Regions from separate parts of the Sus scrofa genome. Here region 1 is linked to region 2. A link is a contact called in public promoter capture Hi-C data. All regions are on one chromosome and are shown on one strand. Each heading gives the region's core, a stretch centred on a gene start, on an enhancer-like site or on the middle of the called end of the contact. The rest is flanking DNA. Distances are from core to core; before and after follow the strand shown. Region 1 has its middle 21 kb from the start of PGM2. Region 2 holds the start of C8H4orf19.

Region 1 (5,351 bases), core at 299-2,798, 270 kb after region 2:
TAATTAAATTTTCATAGTATTAAGTGAAAATAGAAAAAAAAATACTTCCCTGGAGATTTCCAAAAATAAAATACTTTGTACTGTTTAAGATTAGACATAAAACACCTCACAAAGTGCCTCTTAGTCCTGTGATTCTATGAGTTTCAGGGAGGGGATGTAGATGATTGGGGAGGAGGTTTTTTGAGTTTTTTTGTCTTTTTGCCTTTTCTAGGGCCGCTCCTGCAGCATATGGCAATGCCAGATCCCCAACCCACTGAGCAAGGCCAGGGATCTAACCCGAAACCCCACGGTTCCTAGCCGGTTTCGTTAACCACTGAGCCACGAAGGGAACTCCTCGGGGAGGGGGTATTTTTTAAGGCCGCATTTTTTATCCAAAATTTTTAACAACATTGGACATATTGCCTGAAGAGGGCGCCCTTTCCTATAAAACTAAGATTCATTTGCTAAACCCCTAACATGCAAGCAAATCTGTGTAATAAATACTCTACCAGTTTCAATTTTTCAGTAGTGGTGCTTTTTTAAATATTAGATTATATTTTAGTAAAATATACATTTATAAGCATATATTCTTTATACATACACTTTAAAACATGAGAATAAAAGGAACTCCTACATGCCCAGCAGGAAAATTTAGGAAATAGGAAAAGTCCAGTACCTCGGAAGCTCCTTTGTGCTTCCCCATGTATCTCCATCTCTCCTCATTCCTAACTGAAACATTTTCTTGGATTATTGTTTATAATTTCCTTGCCTTTCTTTGTAGTTTTATTACCTTTGTATTGTTGATTTTTTTTTTTCTTTTTTTTTTTTTTGCCTTTTCTAGGGCTACTTCCTGCGGCATATGGAGGTTCCCAGGCTGGGGGTCCAATTGGAGCTGTAGCCACTGGCCTACGCCAGAGCCACAGCAACGCTGGATCGGAGCCGTGTCTGCAACCTACACCACAGCTCACAGCAACTCCGGATCGTTAACCCACTGAGCAAGGGCAGGGACCGAACCTGCAACCTCATGGTTCCTAGTCGGATTTGTTAACCACTGCGCCATGATGGGAACTCCTGTTGAATTTTTTTTAATACAGCTATATGAATTTTTCTGTGACTTGCTTTTTTGATCAGTATTAAGTGTTTGAGATCCATTCACACTGACACATGTAACTGTAGTTCATGTATTTTCAGGGCTCTGCGTGTTCCACCCTATGAGTATATCACGAACTACTGCTTCCGGTCTGTGCTTCAGGGGTGAACTTATTTTGTTGTGATTACGAGCTGCACTGCTGGAACTTTCCTGCAAGAGCCCCTTACTATACATGTGCAGTAGTTCTTTGAGAACAGTGTGCTGCTTGGTTTTGTATGGCCCACAGCTGGGAATGATTTGTATGTTTGAAATGGTTGAAAAAAAGAACAAGAATATCTATGACATGAGAAAATTATGTGAAATTCATATTTCAATGTGTACAAATAAAGTGTTATTGGAATAAACACACTCACTCAGTTCTACGTTGTCTGTGGCTGCTTTCCAAGCACAGCAGCAGATCTGAGTAGCAGGGCCAAAAATCTTCTGGCTCACAAAGCCCCAAATATTGACTCTCTGGATTTTATAGAAAAAGTCTGCAGACTCCAGCTCCGTCTTATATGCTTAAGGAGGAAATGCTGAAGCTTAGAGTGTGTACATTTCCTAGTTCACTTGTTTTCCAATATACACTCCCATCACCAGTCTTCAAGGTGGAGACGGAAAAAACAGACCTGCTACAGAACTACAGAAGCTATTTTCTGTGTACTCATGAGTTGTGGTTGTATTTTGCAACACTTTTGCTACAAATGCGATAAGCTATTAATAATAATCTTGTCTGTACCTTGTATAAACTTCTTTTTTTTTTTTTGTCTTTTTTTTTTTTTTGTCTTTTTTGTTGTTGTTGTTGTTGCTATTTCTTGGGCCGCTCCCGCGGCATATGGAGGTTCCCAGGCTAGGGGTCGAGTCGGAGCTGTAGCCACTGGCCTACGCCAGAGCTACAGCAACACCAGATCCGAGCCACGTCTGCAACCTACACCACAGCTCACGGCAACGCCGGATCCTTAACCCACTGAGCAAGGGCAGGGACCGAACCCGCAACCTCATGGTTCCTAGTCGGATTTGTTAACCACTGCGCCACGACGGGAACTCCCAGTACCTTGTATAAACTTCTTTAGTTTAAGCCTATCAGGAAACAAGGTCTTGGAACATTGATATTTTCTAGACAGAATCCTCCCACGATATCTAGACTAAGACCATACCTTGGAGTTCCCAGCTCCCCCATCTTGAGGTAGGTCATCTGGCTAAGATCATTCATGGGCCTCCTATAAAACCAAGATGGTACAAAGTGAATTACATGGAGTTGGCACAAGTGCCAAGCACTGGTGCATTTATCCTGCGATCTTTTGCTTCTGAGATCTAGAAGAAGCTCTAAATTGCCAGACCCCATAGTCCTTGTTATAAATGGTGTGTCTTCACACAGAAAGGATGTTAAGAGGTGTGCAGTGAGCACTTGCACTGAAGCTAGTCTGAATTGCGATGAAATGTCAGTGTAATAGGCTCATCAGATTTCAAAGATGTAATATGATAAAAAGAATATAAAATATTGGTTTTTAGCTGCTAAACTCAGGTAATTTGTTATCCAGCAATAGAAAACTAATATAGTAGAAAAAAAGAGAAAAATATATTTCAAGGTACTCATAAGTTATTTTATTAACAGTCTCTTAATATTTACTTTTTTTTTTTTTTTTTTTTTTTGGCTTTTTAAGGGCCGCATCTGCAGCATATGGAGCTTCCCAGGCTAGGGGTCGAATCAGAGCTACAGCTGCTGGCCTACGCCACAGCCGCAGCAACGCCAGTTCTGAGCCACATCTGCGACCTACACCCTAGTTCACAGTAACGCCAGATACTTAACCCACTGAGTGAGGCCAGGGATGGAACCCACAACCTCATGGCTCCTAGTCAGATTCATTTCCACTGTGCCACAACGGGAACTCCCTTTACATTAATTTTTATTAGATTGGACAACACAATGTTTGTTATGTTTTATATTTTTAATTTTTTATTATAGTTAATTTACAATGTTTTGTCAATATCTGCTGCACAGCAAAGTAACAAGTTATACATATATATACTTCTTTTTCTCATATTATCTTTTATCATGTTCAATCGTAAGTGGCTGGATATAGTTTCCTGTGCTATACAGCAGGACCTCATTGTTTATCCACGCTAAATGTAATAGTTTGCATCTGCTAACCCCAAACTCTCAGTCCATCCCACTCCCTCCCTCTTGGCAACCACAACTGTGTTCTCAATGTCTGTGAGTCTGTTTCTATTCTGTAGATAGGCACATCTGTGCCATATTTTAGATTCCACAAATAAGTGATATGGTATTTGACTCTCTTTCTGACTTACTTCATTTAGTATGAGAATCTCTAGTTGCATCCATGTTGCTGCAAATGGCATTATTTTGTTCCTTTTTATGACTGAGTAATAGTCCATTGTGTATGTACCACATCTTCTTAATCAATTCATCTGCCGATGGACATTTAGGTTGTTTCCTTGTCTTGGCTATTTTGAATAGTGCTGCAATGAACATAGGGGGTGCATGCATATTTTTGAGTGAAACTTTTATCCAGATATGTGCCTAGGAGTAGAATTGCTAGATCATATAGTAGTTCTATATTTAATTTTCTGAGGAAATGTCATAACTGTTTTCTAGAATGGCTGTACCAATTTACATTCCCACCAACAACCACACAATTTTTTAGCAGATACTGGTTGGTTGTACTGTGGGTGGATGGTTGTACTGGTAATACAACAATATGGCTGTACTTAACGCTACAGCACTGTGCTCTTGAAAATGATTGAAGTGGTAAATGCTGTTGTGTATATTTTATCACAATAAAAAAGAGCTCTTTTTAAACAGTTATTTTAGAAGAGAATAGTACTATCAGGGAGCCCAACAGAAATAACCATTAATGTAAGAAAAATTACTTCTTTTTACTGTTACAGGAAGTCTTACGGCTTAAAAGATGACTGTAGGATTAATAACTAAATCAGAAACTGTATTGTTTGGAGTTCCCGTCATGGCACAGTGGTTAACGAATACAACTAGGGACCATGAGGTTGTGGGTTCGATCCCTGGCCTTGCTCAGTGGTTTAGGGATCCGGTGTTGCCGTGAGCTGTGGTGTAGGTCGAAGATGTGGCTCGGATCCTGCGTTGCTGTGGCTCTGGCAGGCCAGTGGCTACAGCTCCGATTAGACTCCTAGCCTGGGAACCTCCATATGCCACAGGAGCAGCCCTAGAAAAGGAAAAAAAAGAAAAGAAACTGTATTGTTTGCTGTTTATTTTTTTTTTAAATTTTTTTTGTGGCCGCACCCACTGCATATGGAAGTTCCTGGATCAGGGATCAAATCCAAGCCACAGTTGCAACCTACACCACAGGCTGTAGCAATATCAGATCCTTCTACCCACTGTGCCAGGCTGGGGATAGAACCTACCTCAGCAGAGACTTGAGCCACTACATTCAGATTCTTAACCTACAGCACCACAGCAGGAACTCCTGTTCTCTGTTTAAGTTGTTCTTTACAAAAGCCATTGAAAGAGAAATTTTGCCTTTTTGTCTTAATGCCCATCTAATGCCATTATTAAGAAGAAACAAATGACTTCAATATCTGGATGACAAGTGGGATAATGGGTAAGAATAGATATTATCTATACACGTGTGAAACTCTAGAAGAAAAATCCCATACGAAGCCCAGTCCATTTGCTTTCTTTAAGGCAAAATGATTATTTTAAAACTGGATACTCAAGAATAGGCTAGGTATGAAGCCGATATGAATGAAAGCTTCAATATGTGAATTATTGTTGAGGATAAAATGTGTGAAGTTTGAAAAGGGGCAGGAAGTGAAGGTGTGGCCAACGCCTGGCTATCAGCTCCTGTTCTGGATAAAGTCCAGCCAGGAGAGTATTCCCCAAGCCTTGCTGACCACCCGAATCAGAACTGCAATGCCTTGAAATGCAGATTCCAAGACCCGCCCCATAAGACCGCAGGATCTAACTCTAGTTCAGTTTTGAGCAGGTGTGCGTGTTCACGTGTGTGAATGAGAGAGATTTGATTTAAGGTCCCCAGGTAATTTGGGGACCGTAACCCTAGGAGGCTAATGGCGTCTTTCTGCAGGCTGGAGATCTCAAGCACATGCGTGGGATGCGTGGGATGCATGGGGTCTTTTTTCCAATGGCCATTTCTGAGCTTTCTTGCTTTCTTCTCAGCAGCATTTGGGAAAGCTGACCATTTCTCCTTGAAACTCTTGCCTCACCTGGCCTCCAGGACCCCCACTTCCT
Region 2 (5,533 bases), core at 1,446-3,945:
TTCTCTTTTGGTTCTCAGAGAAATTGTAGAGGAGTAGATCATTAGTATCTGCATAAAAGCATTTCACATACATGGAGTTTGTTGTTTAATTAAATGCCTTCTTTCCTAGGGGCAAGAACACAACACTGTGCCTGTTTTGTCCAAGGCATTATGCTATGCCTAAGATGATTTGAAAATTTGTTATGCATAATAACCCTTGCCCTCCAGAATCCTACAATTTAAAGCAGGCATGACTAAACTAGATGTAAGATAGATGGATTTTTTTGTTGTTGTTGTTAAAGTGACAGCCAGGTACTGAGGATACATTGCAGAAGAGCAATTAACTCTAACTGGGAATCAAAAAGGATGGCCAAGAGATGACAGAGAGCCAGAGGCTTGAAGGATAAATAGGACTTAGCTGTCAGAACGTCAGAAAGACATTTCAGATGGAGGAAACTGTGTGAACAAAACCAGAGAGGGCCAGGGGCTATTTGGACGACTTCACATGCTATGTAGGGACTTTAAACTTTATTCAGTAGCCAATAGGGAGTCATGAAAAAAATGTTTGAGAAGGTGAAAGACCTGGTTGAAATGGCATTTCAGAAAGACTGGGGCAGTACTATGTGAGATTGATTAGAGAGGGAAGGGACTAGAATCTGGGGGACCAGAAAAGAGACCATTGCAGAGATCTGAGCTAGAGAATGTAAGAACTTGATCTTAGGGCAGTGGCAATGCAATGGCTAAGAAGGATGACTTCAGGACTTCACTGATAGAGGAAAGAGATGAAAGAGAAGGGAAACAAATAATTCCAGTTCCAGTTGAAGTTGGGTGGAGAGTATAGAGTTGCAAAAGTAAAATGAATAGGTTTAGGGATGAAAATGAGGGAAATAATAAACCTGAACCCAAAGAGTTTAAAGGTTAAGATATCCACGCAGGCAATTGGAAATATAGTGTCCATCCAATGGGGAATCTGAGCTAAAGATGAAGAATCCAACCAGTTACCTCTTTCTCAAAATCCTAAAACGCCTAATACAGTGCCTTTTGGTTTAAAATGTAAGCCAACATCATAACCTTTTTTAAAAGTTTGTTGTCTCTTCTTTAGAAATATATTGACAAATTTAGAACTATACGGACAAATCCACTCAAATTAGCTTTCCTCTCTTCCATGACTCATCAGTGGAGAATAATTTATATGCCAATGAAAACATAAACATACCCAAAATACTAAGTGAATCATGGTGTTTCGTTTCTATATGCATGAAGAAACCATAGGTTTTTCTTCTGTATTTTTCATGAGGGTCTCCACGTTTTTTGGCATTCCATGTGATCTGCATAAAGTACAGATGACACTCTGTATAGACACATCAGAGGTTTCAGTGTGTCAACATGACATATTATGTAACACTGGTAATTTGAGGTTACCAGTAACACCACCACCTCTGACTTTACAGAATCCCAACCTTTAACAAATGAGTGGAATTTAGCCAGCTGCTTGAGCAGACTCAGGATGGTGGTTCTCAAACTGGAATGTACATCATTTGTTTAAATACAAGTTACTTCACCCTCCCTGGCTCCACCAGCTCTGAATCCAAATGTCTGGGGTGGAGCCCAAGAATCTGCATTTTTGCTAAATTCCTCCAAATAATGCTGATTCTGCTAGTCTGGGAACTATACTTTAAAACCCAAGATAAATACCAGTCTTTTTGGTTAGAATAATCTAACCGATAAATGTAATCAGTATCCTGTGGACATTACTTAAGCGTGGGCTAGAAGTTAGGACGGTCCTTTACTGGGATAAAGAGTTTTTATCAGAAAGTGATGTAAAAGAGCATTTAATGTCCCTCATAAATCTATCATTTTTAAAGCATGCTGCTACTACACAAGTGGGAAGAATCTCAAAACATGAGTTTCCCCCCATAAAGCGTGGGAAATGTCGTCGTGTAAATGGCGCTAGAATCACTAGAGTGGACACATTAAGAGCTGAGGGCAGTGTGTTCATCTTTAAATAGTATTCTGTCTGTTGCTTCTCCAGCATTCTGTTTTATCCTGACTCTCCCCGAATGAATGAAGGGGAAAGAGAGAAGACGACGAGCTAGGTGGCGCCGTTGCTTAACACATTCTCCTGTCAAGACCAACACCGACGCACTTTGGAGCACAGGTGAATAAACTTTCCAACCCTTAAATACTATTTTAAAGTAAAGCAACCAAGCTTAGATGCACGGATTGCAGCAAGCACGGCCGTGGAGCTCAGGACGGTGGACGGAGTGTGACAGCCAAAGTTCCAACACCCCAGGCACAGAAAGGGAAGGTGGGGGCAGGAAAGCACATCATTGAACTCCCACTGCGGTCCTGAGGGTGCAGATGAGTGTGTGCAACTTCCCTGGGAATTCTCGCCCCAGTAGCGTCTGCGCTCTTTCCCATCTATCCCATAAAAAGCAGGCGAACTGCACACACCAGGTGTAAGCGGCTATGGCCAGAACCGGGAAGGAAACAAACCCCAAGTTCACGGGGGACGAGGGGAGGTCTCTTCGCCAGGGAGTGCATTTACGTACCTCCCTGACTCACGCCGAATCTGAGGAAGCTCCCCTCTCCCAGCAGCACGGCGGAAAAGCCGGCACCAAAGTTTCGCGGCGCCGGCTGCCTGGCAGCCTGAGTATCGGGGATCAGAGGCCGAACTCCGGGATTTTCTTCTCCGGTGCGTCCTGCAGCCCAGTCCGGGCTCGGGAAGTCTGCTGTCGCGCTCCCGGGGCCTCTGCGCGAAGCGGGGCGCGCAGGTGAGGGGTTGCGCCGGCCGGAGGGGCTCGCCCGCCGGCCAGACCACGTGACTCATCGGTCCAATGACAGCGCCGGGGCGGCCGCAGCGAGCTCGGCGGGTCCAGGCGCTGCTGAGCCGCTGGCGTTTCCCCGCGCGGCCGCCCGAAGCCGGCGAAGTCATGGGCGCCGCGACACCGCCGCTGCTGCCCGGCCCCAGGTAGGGACCTTCTCCCGCCCCGCGCTCCCGGCCCCGCCGCGGGCAACACGGGGGCTCGACTCCCGCGGAACTTGGCTTTGTGGCATGATTTCTCCCACTTCTCTCGCGGGGCATTTTTATTTATTTCCTTTTGCCGGGGGAGAAAAAAAAAGAGGGCGGGTGAGGCAGTTCTCGGTTTGGTTGCTTCGGGAAAGTCAGGTCGTTCAACAAAGGCGCGGAAAGAGAAGCAAACTCCAGAATGGGGTGGATGGGGGGACTTTTACAAACTTCCCCCAACTAAAGACAAAGACAGTTTGCAAAGCTTGGCATCTGATTGGTATATGAAACACTTCTGTCTTTAAATCTCTAATTAATGAACTTTCAACGGTGCCTGAGAACTTGAATTGGAAAAACTGCGAAAGATTTTCCTCTTATTTCTGAGCCCTCCTCTTCCCCTATTTTTAAACATCTGAGTGTTTTTAAGTAAAACTGAAATGGAAGGTGACCGCCGCTGTTTCTTTGAAATGTCCTTGGGTCCCAGGATTTGCCCCTTTGGGGTGTTGGCGCCCTGGGTGGTGGAGAGGAGAGGGTGCAGCCCTAGGAAGCCGCATGGATTGAAGGAGGGGTCCAGGTGCAAACGGTTAAATGTTCACAAAATGTTTGCAGAATGTTTGATAATTAGGCAAGCATCTCCCAGGTCGATTACTTGGGTCTCATTGACCTTGGCAGTCCGGATGAGGTGAGATTTTTCACAAGCCACCACTGAGCAGTTTTTCTAGTGATACAAGACAGAAATCAATGTTTGGGTTTTTTTTTTTCTTCCTCCAGCACTGTGATTAACCTTAAAAACAAAACAAAAACTCCTATTAGCAATTTAGTACATTATATTTTCCATTGCAGTATAGATGTTTGCCCAGTGAATTTAGAAGTCGGTGTTCCATGAGGTGGTTCAAATCATTAAAGAATAGAGTGGTTATTTTCTCACTTCTCACCCTAGCTTATGCATGTTCCTGGGTAGTTGTAAACAAGCTATTTAAGAAACATCTGAGAGTTGAATGAGAAAGAAATGGAAAGTGGGTTGCTGCTTTTAAAGACAATAGATTCTGGATTTGCCACTTATTCCCACATTTAATCCCCCAGTTAACACTATTTTAAGGAGCCAGATGTTAAACCCATATCTATAGAACAGTTCAGTTGTGAAGCCTATCACTGAAACAATAACACAGCTCTGAGTTCTGGAGTTGTTTGTGTTTCTCTAAAGTGTGAAGAGTCAGTTGTAGGAAGCTCCCTTGATCGCAGAGGTAAAATGAAGCAGACACTGATAGAAGTAGGGTTTCAGTCTTTATCTCTTTTGCTAGTTCTGTGTCCATCCCAAACCAGTTCTTTGATTCAGCAAGTATGTGATAAGCACCTACCTCATGGCATCTGGCCCCAGGGCCTGGCCCTCAAAGGTTTTCAAGATTTAGATATATAATGACATCCGAAGATCAAGGTGGCCCATCTTAGCTATGTTCTAAGAGGTTTTGCATGTTTGGAACTCAAAGCAGAGCAATAACTTGCATGTCAACTAAATACGTTCATTAACCTAGAAATGGGACGATCCCCCTGACTTCCTACCTAGTCCCAGTCTGAGCCTGAAAACAACCATGCCAAGTGCTGGCCACAATCTAGTGTCAGCCCAAGGGCAGAGCAGTACTGCCCTGTTTGCTCCAGGAACTGCCCTGCCCTTGGTGCCCAAAGAGCCCATTGACTGTGCTTCCAGGAATGAACTCCAGTTTCCAAGAAATTGAATACCAACCTCTCAGTAGTAGCTGGGTTTCCTCCACCTGAACTGTTCATTTCAAATTCCTCTAGTTCCACAGTTTTTTCAATAACTCAGAATCTTGATTCTCTTTGGCTCTTGGTAAGACAGTATCTAGCTCCTGCATTTCTATTTCTTCTTCTTCTTCAGGACATTAGATTGATTATTGGGTGCAGGTAGAATTACTGCACCCAATAATCAATCTAATGGTTATTTAGAAAAGAGTTGATAGGCTCATGCTAGGAGAAGGCAGACCTGAGCCTTCATCTGTCTGCTGGTCAGACTGATTACCTCATTATATGCTTTTTAAAAATAATGCTAAGAATAATAAGAAAATGAGGGAGTTCCCATTGTGGCTCAGCAGAAACGAATCTGACTAGTATCCATGAAGACACAGGTTCGATCCCTACCTCACCTAATGGGTTAAGGATCAGGCCTTGCCATGAGCTGTGGTTTAGGTCCCAGGTGCAGCTCGGATCCCACCTTGCTGTGGCTGTGGTGTAGGCTGGGAGCTGCAACTCCGATTCAACCCCTAGCCTGGGAACCTCCATATGCCATGGGTGCGGCCCTAAAAAAAATAAAAGAAATGAAAATGAAATCTTTTGTCTACTCACACCCCTGTCACCTTAGTATATCATGGTCCCATAGCAATTGCAATGTTCAAAAGGACCATATATCATCAAAATGACCCTATCCTAAAATGTGGTTATAATACACCCATCAGGGGAATGTGTATCCTCAAGCAGAGATTTAAAAGAACTCAAAATACTCAATGTCATTTAGAAAATGCTATCCTGAGCTGC

Evidence for each region. Promoter capture Hi-C pulls out the DNA fragments that hold promoters and counts their contacts.
Region 1: a contact with region 2 is called in a promoter capture Hi-C map of liver, with 11 times the contacts expected there. The contact joins the enhancer-like site here to the promoter of C8H4orf19 in region 2. A contact is called at or near these places in 2 of 5 promoter capture datasets (fetal liver and liver) and 5 of 47 Hi-C or Micro-C datasets (alveolar macrophages, embryonic fibroblasts, epiblast stem cells and 2 more).

What each region holds. Positions count from the first base shown.
Region 1 is chr8:29,283,828-29,289,178 of Sscrofa11.1, forward strand. No RefSeq gene overlaps it. Among named protein-coding and RNA genes, the nearest start is that of PGM2, 21 kb to the right of the region's middle. Within about 2 kb of position 1,549, at least 5 of the 83 cell types and tissues checked have an H3K27ac peak or open chromatin away from gene starts, as enhancers often do. A contact at or near this core is called in fetal liver and liver, where this site is marked.
Region 2 is chr8:29,010,189-29,015,721 of Sscrofa11.1, forward strand. It overlaps C8H4orf19, which reads left to right and starts at 2,696. Exons shown (of 4, transcript XM_021101097.1): 1 at 2,696-2,950.